Linked DNA regions of Pan troglodytes: region 2 is linked to region 1. A link is a contact called in public Hi-C data. All regions are on one chromosome and are shown on one strand. Each heading gives the region's core, a stretch centred on a gene start, on an enhancer-like site or on the middle of the called end of the contact. The rest is flanking DNA. Distances are from core to core; before and after follow the strand shown.

Region 1 (3,829 bases), core at 1,306-3,805:
TTTGTATTTTTGTAGAGACAGGGTTTCGGCTTGTTGGCCAGGCTGGTCTCAAACTCCTGATCTCAAGTGATGCTCCCTCACCTGCCTGCCACGGCCTCCCAAAGTGTTCGGATTACAGGCGTAAGCCACGATGCCCAGCCTCAAAGGCGGGTCTTTATCTTTATTTCCTATGCCTAGCACCTAGAGGGTACTAAATCAAGGTTAATTGTTAATTACTTGTGCTAGAGTGTTTGCAAATAAAAGGTAAATTTTCTGATGGGTTCTTGGGCCATAAGAAGTGAGAACTGTACCAGAAGATTGTAAGTTCCTTATATAGATATCATTTTATATTGCAGATACATAGATACCTCTACGATGATATATACCAATGATACACAGGTATCATCTTATATTAGGGGAAATCCCATGAGGGGTGGAGATCCAAAGATTATTGCCATCTACTCTTAGTGGGTCCACATCTTGTCCATTCCCATCTCAGCTACTCTGAATACTTCTCTAACTTATTCAGAGTGAAGGGAGTTTTTACCCCAGAGCAGAATGAAAGCAGAGATGCCTAAATGGTAGTTTTACAGGAAGCTTTGGTTAACGTCTTTTCTACTGGTCTAGAAAAATACCCTAGGAAGTCACCATTTTAAACAACAACAACAACAAAAAATCACAGGAACAGGTGCATTAGAATACAAATCTCATGTGTATTTGGAACCAAGACCAACGTTTTCTGTACATAACCACCATCAAAAAAAGAATATCAGTTGTCTTCTATATCCAAATCCAAAGTGCAGGCAAACATCAGCTTTTGGTTCTTCTCTGTTTTCCTTTGAATGACACTATTGCCAGCCAGCCCTCGGGGTTCTCCACTGCTGCAGTTTTGAAACTTTTCTTTCCCAGGTTAAGAAACTAAACTTGTAATGGAGAAAGGAGAAATGGGAGAAAGCTACATCCCAGAGCAGAGGTGACCTGCCAGCACTCAAAAGTTATTTTAGACCTAGTACAAGCTCAAGCTTAGGACATTTGTTTCTTTTCCACCTGACTTCAAGGAGCTTGTCAAAGCGCAGCCTAAGTTAACAGGCTCGGTCAATGTGAGTACCAGAAGCCAGGCCGCCACCTGCGCTGTTCCAGAAGCCAGGGATACAATGAAAAAACACAAACGTTTCTCCCCATTTGCTGTGTACATTCCAATTCTTTCGCTAGGGACTGTACAAAATCCTGTCTTCTCTGGCAGGTTTCAGGTGGAGGCCCTGGGATGCTTGGACCCAGGACGGCCCATAGTGTGGGCCTCTGCGTCCTCTCCCCCTCACATAGGGGCGGAGGCCAGGAGGCCTGGATCCTTCCCCAGCAACCGTGTGGAGGTTTTTACTTCCTCTGATCCAGTGGACACGTGTAATCTTTTTCTACAACTCCCTGAGGCTGGTTTTTCCCACCCTACAAATCAGTAAGCATAAATTTTTGCAGAGAAGCCTGGAGCCATGGGTCCTAAGCATTCAGGCAGCAAAAAAATTAAATTTTCAACCGGAGCCGGGTAAGGACACATGGTCTCAGACGTTTCCTGCCCAATTGGAGCCGCTTTCCTCCTCTTGCACACATGCTCCCCCTACTGCCTGACGCTGGAAGTGCAGGCCTGGCTCCGGGGCAAGCATGAATGCCCCAGCTTGGTCCTGGGATGGCCAGGGTGAAAGACAGCAGAGCAGAGAGGTTGCCAAAAAAAAAAAAAAAAAAAAAGCAATAGTACATCTTTCATAATTCTCCCACTGCTCTGGGGAAGGCACTAAGCTAAGTCTTTTCTTTACATTTGAAGAATAAACTCTGTAATAAAGATTGAATAAAAGTCTTCCCTGAATAAAGTTTTGCCAAATAAGTTAAAGTTAGGTCTCCCTTAAGGTTTCAATAAATGAAAAGAACTTCAGTTTTAGATTCAGACCTCGTGAAATCCCCAAGCCCCTTTGGATTTCAGACCCTTGGAACGCAGATCCATGTTTTGCGCCTTTATGTGATGAGTGAACTTGGACATCTTATTTAATCTTTTTGAGCCTCAGTTTCTTTAACTGTAATTTGGGCATAATCATATTGTTGGTCTCATAGTGTTGCTGTAGAACGTAAATGAAAGAATGTGAATGCATGAGAAAAGAGTTTTAAAACATAAAAATAAATGTGAGCTGTTTCCCTTCCAATCCAACGCACACACACCCCTTTTCCATCCATCTAAGTGGAAATGGCCGTCGAGGCAACCTAAACCCCTAAAAAAGGAAGTAGGGCAAGGAAAGCCCGGTCACAAACAGGAAGTAACAGAAATGCCACTGAGAAACATTCAGGCAGAAGAAAGAAAGAAAAACAGTCCTAGGCTGTGTTTTTGAAGATCAAGTTAGATTTAGTTAATGATTTGGGGTGTTGCCAGCCCGACTTGACCCCCTAAATAGGGGGTTTTTCAGAGATGGTTAGGAAATTCTTGACCTCGATTTGACCTCACGAATGGGAATTCTCACTCTGCAGTTGGTAGGTTCCTGCCTTTTTAAATGTAGGTCTCTCCTCCTTTTCCCCTGCGGCCATAGGAGGGGCCGAGCGCTCAGCCGGCTGGGAGGAGCTGGGGCTCCGCCTGCCCTCCCTCGCCATGGGGAGCCGCCCTGCAGCGCCTCTCGGGTTACTGCCTCCCTTCCTGGCTTCACAAACTCGCCACATGGTAGGTTGGCTACTTAAGGGAATGTAAGAAAAAGCACTCAAGTGACGGCATACAAAGAAGTTTTACAGCTCTGGAGATTATGTCAAATTTTCCTTCCTAATTTCTCCTTAGAGGAGACAAAATCCTAGATTTTTTTGTTTTTTTTTTGAAGGAAAGGGGAAAAAAAACGCAAAACGAAAGGGAAACATATTAACATATCAGGACACATTGTGCTGTTTATTCTCTTGTTTTTCTTTTCTCATTTTTGAAAGCTCTTTCAAGAATCTTACCGCCTTTCTTGTCTTTTCCTTAATTTTGTGTGTTTTTAAGGTGGGGAAGGGAGAGGATTAGAAGCCTGTGAATTTCGTCAGGACAAGGCCTTCCTAAGCTTTTCATTTGTTTGCAGAACCAGAGTTCCTTCTCTGGTCCAGATGAAGAGACTAGTTCCTACCTCCTTCGCCTATACCTCTTATTAAAGGACCCCTCCAACCCTTGTCAAAATGCTTGGTGAAAGTGAGAGTTGGCAAATCAAGAGATCCACATCCATCCTTTGAGTGACCCTAGTCTGCAGACAGTGTCAGAGAGACAAATACAAATATTCTTAAGATGGTATCATGTCCCATCTTAGGCTTGGTTGTTTTTCAATGGCCTCCAACTGTACACTTGTTACAGGAAAGGGGTCCCCATCTAGACCCCAAGAGAGGGTTCTTGGATCTCACACAAGAAAGAATTCAGAGTGAGACCGTAGACTAAAATGAAAGCAAGTTTATTAAGAAAGTAAAGGAATACACTTTGGGAGGCCGAGGTGGGCGGATCATCTGAGGTCAAGAGTTCGAGACCAGCCTGGCCAACATGGTGAAACCCATCTCTACTAAAAAAAAAAAAAAAAAAAAATACAAAATATTCGGGCGTGGTGGTGCACGCCTGTAATCCCAGCTACTAGGTGGCTGAGGCAGGAGAATCGCTTGAACCCAGGAGGTGGAGGTTGCAGTGAGCTGAGATCATGCCACTGCACTCCAGCCTGGGTGACAGAGCCAGACTCTGTCTCAAAAAAAAAAAAAAAAAAGACAAGACATGAAAGGAATAAAAGAATAGCTACTCCATAGACAGAGCAGCCCCAAGGGCTGCTAGTTGCCCATTTTTATGGTTATTTCTTGATGATATGCTAAACAAGGG
Region 2 (3,757 bases), core at 323-2,822, 340 kb before region 1:
GGTTAAGTGTAAAATGTTTATTTTAGTGAAATACAAGAAGGTGAGCAATTTCCAATTTCCGTTTAACTTGACTTATTAAAAATAAGTCTCATTCACATTCTTCTAGTATTATTGTATACTGCTATAAAATTTAAACCAGAAAAGTGCTTCTCCTTGTCAGTGGCTATCTGCCCAAAAAAATGAATATGACAATTCCAGATCTTATCTGCCATCTCTAAGAAAGCCACTTGGAAATGTTAGGTAGGTCCCATGGGTCCTGATCCAGGGATCTGTCCCTGGGTCCCCATCAGGCTCGGCTGCAGGCAGTTGCCTAAGGCGTCCTCCGCCTTCAGCCACGCTGCAATCCTTGCTCCAGGCACTGCGGCAGGTTCTCTCCATGCCCCCAGGAAGACTCTCCAAACCCGGCCAGCTCATTTCTCCTGCCCCGGAGGATCCAGACGCCCTGGCAGCTCCTGGGCTCCAGAACCGAGAATGGGATGCTGCCTCCAATCCCAATTGCCCTAAGTTTCTTTCCAGAGGGCCGGGAGACTGCTCCAAGTTTGCTGTGGCGGGCGAGCGGCCGCGCGCCGTGTCCTGGGAGGGGGGCGGCGGGGGGCGCGGGCGGAGGGCGGGGAGGGGAAGGACGCGGGAGCCTGGGTTGTGGTGGTGGTGGGGGGGCACCGGGAGGGGGAGGAGCAGGAGCGCGCGGCCGCGGCGCTACCTTTCTCCAAACAACGTTGCCACACGCGGAGAGCACGGAGATTTCTGGGGCTTTGGAGGGAATCGTGAGCGGGCGGGAGGAGGCCGGGGACCACACAGGTGAGCCCCCGCCCGCGCCCTGCCCGGGACGGCGGCGGGCGCTGCCAGCCCCGCTCCCCCGCACCCGGGGTCCGCAGGGTGCCTCGCCTCAACCCCTCACTTTTCACCGCGAACCCGTGACCCCCTCCTCCTTGCTTGCTCTCCGCCCCCACCCCGGCTAAGTGAAGCCGCCGCACTTTCCCAAGCCCGCAGGCGCCCCCCCCCAACACCAGCGCTGCACCCCCGACCCATTCCCCGCGGCCCCCTCCAGAAGAAAAAATGAAACCAGACTGGCCGAGGAGGGGGGCGGCAGGGACCAGGGTGCGGAGCAAAGGTGAGGGAGACGGGACTTACTTTGCGAGGCGCGGTGCAGGGCGCCGCCGACGAGAAATAAAGGCCCCGATACGGGCTGCCTGGAGTCCCCCGAGCGCAGCAATGTCAGGGCTCCAGTCCGGGCGGCGTTGGCGGCCGCAGGGGACGGGGACGGGCGCGCGTGCGGCGGGCGCTCTCGCTGCGCTCCGGCTCGGGCCCCGGCTCCGCGCGGCTCCGCTCCTGGCTCCCCTCTGGCTCCTGGCACCAACTCCGGGCAGTCACATGACGCCGGCGCCGCTCGCTCTGCGAGCCTCCCGGGGCTGGCGGGGTAAGTAGAGGCTGGGACCCGGGGTGGGAGGGTCAGGGAGGGGAGAGGGAGCCGCCGCGGCCGCCCGGGCTGGGCGGGTCCCCACCCACTTGGGTGGAGGCAGCCGCCGGAGGGGTCGGCCGAGTCACTCGCGCAAACACGCACCCCGCCCTGCGCCCTTCCCCCGCCACCCCCGCCTCCCGCGCCGCCTCCGCCCCGCCCCGCCCAGTCACCCGGGGACGGCCTGACAGACACTCATTATTCCCCGGAGTCGGGCGCCGCCCCGCCGGCCCAACCTGTCCCACGAGGCGCGGCGCGGCCGTGGGGCTGGGCGTGCGCGGCGCGGCCTCCGCCCCCCGCCCGGCCCCGCGCCCCCGCCCGCGTCCCCTCCCCGCGCCCTCCTCCCCGGAGTCCGCGCCCCGCCAGCCCTCCCGCCCAGCCCCGCCGCCGCGCCGCCGCCCGAGCCCGGGGGGAAGGAAGGGCGGCGCTGCCCGCTCCGGGCGTCACACGGCTGCGGCCCGCTGCGCTGCTTCCAAAACACACAGCCGGGCTCGCGGGCGAGCCGAGGCGGGGGGCGCGGGCGGCCAGGGCCATCGATCAGCCGGCTCCAGCGGGAAGGGCGGCCCCGGGCGCGGCGGGAAGGGCTGGGCCCCGCGGCCGGCGCGGCCCCTCCTCGGCTGAGCGCACTCAGCTCACTGCAAGAGAAAAGCCGAGCCGAGGCGGCCGCGGTGCAGGAGCGAGTGGGCCGGGCGGGTTCGGGAGGGGAAGAGCGGCCGCTGGGGCGCGCCGAGCCTCCCTGGCCCCGAGTCGCCGGGGTCAGGGGACACCCTGTAGGCGCGCTCTTTCTTTGTGCCCTGGGGCGACGGGTCCCCCTGGCCGGCGGCCCAGGCGGCGCCCCCCGCCTCGTGGGACTTTTCTTTGAAGGCCCGGAGACCCTTGGGGCAAACCTCCCACGGGCCAGGCCTGCCGCTGGAGCTAAAAAGCGGCATTTGCGCAGTCGGGCTTGCCTGGAAACTTGGCAAACTTTGGTCGGATCCTCCCCTGCAGAACGAGGGCCTGGCCTGGCGACCCCCTCGTTTCAAGTCGCTTCTAGGGACCGAGCGCCCTAAGCTCAGTGGCCTTCAGGGTGCTGCGAGCGAGCGGGGCGGCACAAAAGCGCGTTCGGTCCAAGCCAGGCCCCTTCGAGGACTTTGTAGATTGGTACCTAAGTTTAATGCCTTTTGAGTTTCTTTTTAAACAGTATTAATGTAATAATTAATGTAATAAAAAGAACAAAGGACGAATTCCTTCGATTGTTTTAAGTTCTGTGTAATGTTTAAAACCGCCCCTGCTTCAGTGTATGGCTTATTATTGCTTCAAGATGTTTTAAAGGCCCTTTAAGTTGACCCATCTCGCTTTGATGCTTCATCCAGACATCGTGCTGCTTAAAACGGAGTGATAATAGTATATTTCGAGCCGCTTCATGTAGCTACACAGTATCGTAAAATTAGTACTCGGTAACCTCAAGTAGTGAAATCGCATATTGTAAATAACGCAAGTCCGGGAAAGGCCACGTGGAGGATACCCAGAACCGACGCCGGCTCATGGGACGTCGTGCTATCCCATAAGCTTCATCTTTAAAATGTAAAGGGTGTGAGTTTTTTTTTTCTTCATAATGAATAAAAGACATTCCAGAAAAAAAAGGAGTTGGATTCGTGTCAATTACTAATTGCCATTTATTGATCACTGACATCATTAAATGTCTGATTGGCTGCCTTAAGGTTTGCATTAGCGGAACACCGTGCTAGGAATGGCTGGTGAAACTGGCTCATAGTAGGTGCTCAAAAAAGTACGTTTTTTTCTCCAGGGACACAGGGACGAGAACTTGAAGCACATAAACCATGTTTTTTACCTTGTTCATGTGGGTGTGGACGCAAAGGGGAAGAGCGAAATAGGCCTGTCGGAGAAAAGTGTGACCCAAGATAAGAAGGGAGTGGTTTTGATATGGAAGGGGCAGGCGGCAAAGGAGAAGAAAAGCCATTTTAAAAAGTTAATTAGTGAACACTGTGTTCGGTGCCCTGTGGGAAGCTGCTCAAATGCAACTTGTCGGAAATGAATCTATCTAGTGCTGGGTAGCTCAGTGAAGGACACCATCATTCTTCAAAGTGCCCAACAGGGTGGGGCGCGGTCGCTCACGCCTGTAATCCCAGCACTTTGGGAGGCCGAGTTGGGTGGATCACTTGAGGCCAGGAGTTCGAGACCAGTGTGGCCAAGTTGGCGAAACATCGTCTCTACGGAAATTACAAAAATTAGGCATGGCGGCGCACGCCTGTAATCCTAGCTATGTAGGGAGGCTGAGACAGGGTAATTGCTTGAATTCAA

The links. A called contact is a pair of places that touch in the nucleus more often than the background predicts.
Region 2: a Hi-C map of stem cell-derived neural progenitor cells shows a contact between it and region 1, with 5 times the contacts expected there. The contact joins the promoter of KLF3 here to the enhancer-like site in region 1. A contact is called at or near these places in 4 of 7 Hi-C or Micro-C datasets (blood, induced pluripotent stem cells, a lymphoblastoid cell line and 1 more), 1 of 1 datasets of contacts at active chromatin or transcription factors (stem cell-derived excitatory neurons) and 1 of 1 other capture datasets (stem cell-derived neural stem cells).

The regions. Positions count from the first base shown.
Region 1 is chr3:38,641,482-38,645,310 of NHGRI_mPanTro3-v2.0_pri, reverse strand. No RefSeq gene overlaps it. Among named protein-coding and RNA genes, the nearest start is that of KLF3, 340 kb to the left of the region's middle. Within about 2 kb of position 2,555, at least 14 of the 24 cell types and tissues checked have an H3K27ac peak or open chromatin away from gene starts, as enhancers often do. A contact at or near this core is called in a lymphoblastoid cell line, stem cell-derived excitatory neurons, stem cell-derived neural progenitor cells and 1 more, where this site is marked.
Region 2 is chr3:38,985,465-38,989,221 of NHGRI_mPanTro3-v2.0_pri, reverse strand. KLF3 (KLF transcription factor 3) reads right to left here and starts at 1,572. Exons shown (of 6, transcript XM_016951446.3): 1 at 1,132-1,572. It overlaps LOC134809783, which reads left to right. Exons shown (of 8, transcript XM_063808704.1): 1 at 1-798. The coding sequence starts at 377. It overlaps LOC134809784 (putative uncharacterized protein FLJ13197), which reads left to right and starts at 798. Exons shown (of 3, transcript XM_063808708.1): 1 at 798-1,417. The coding sequence starts at 1,057.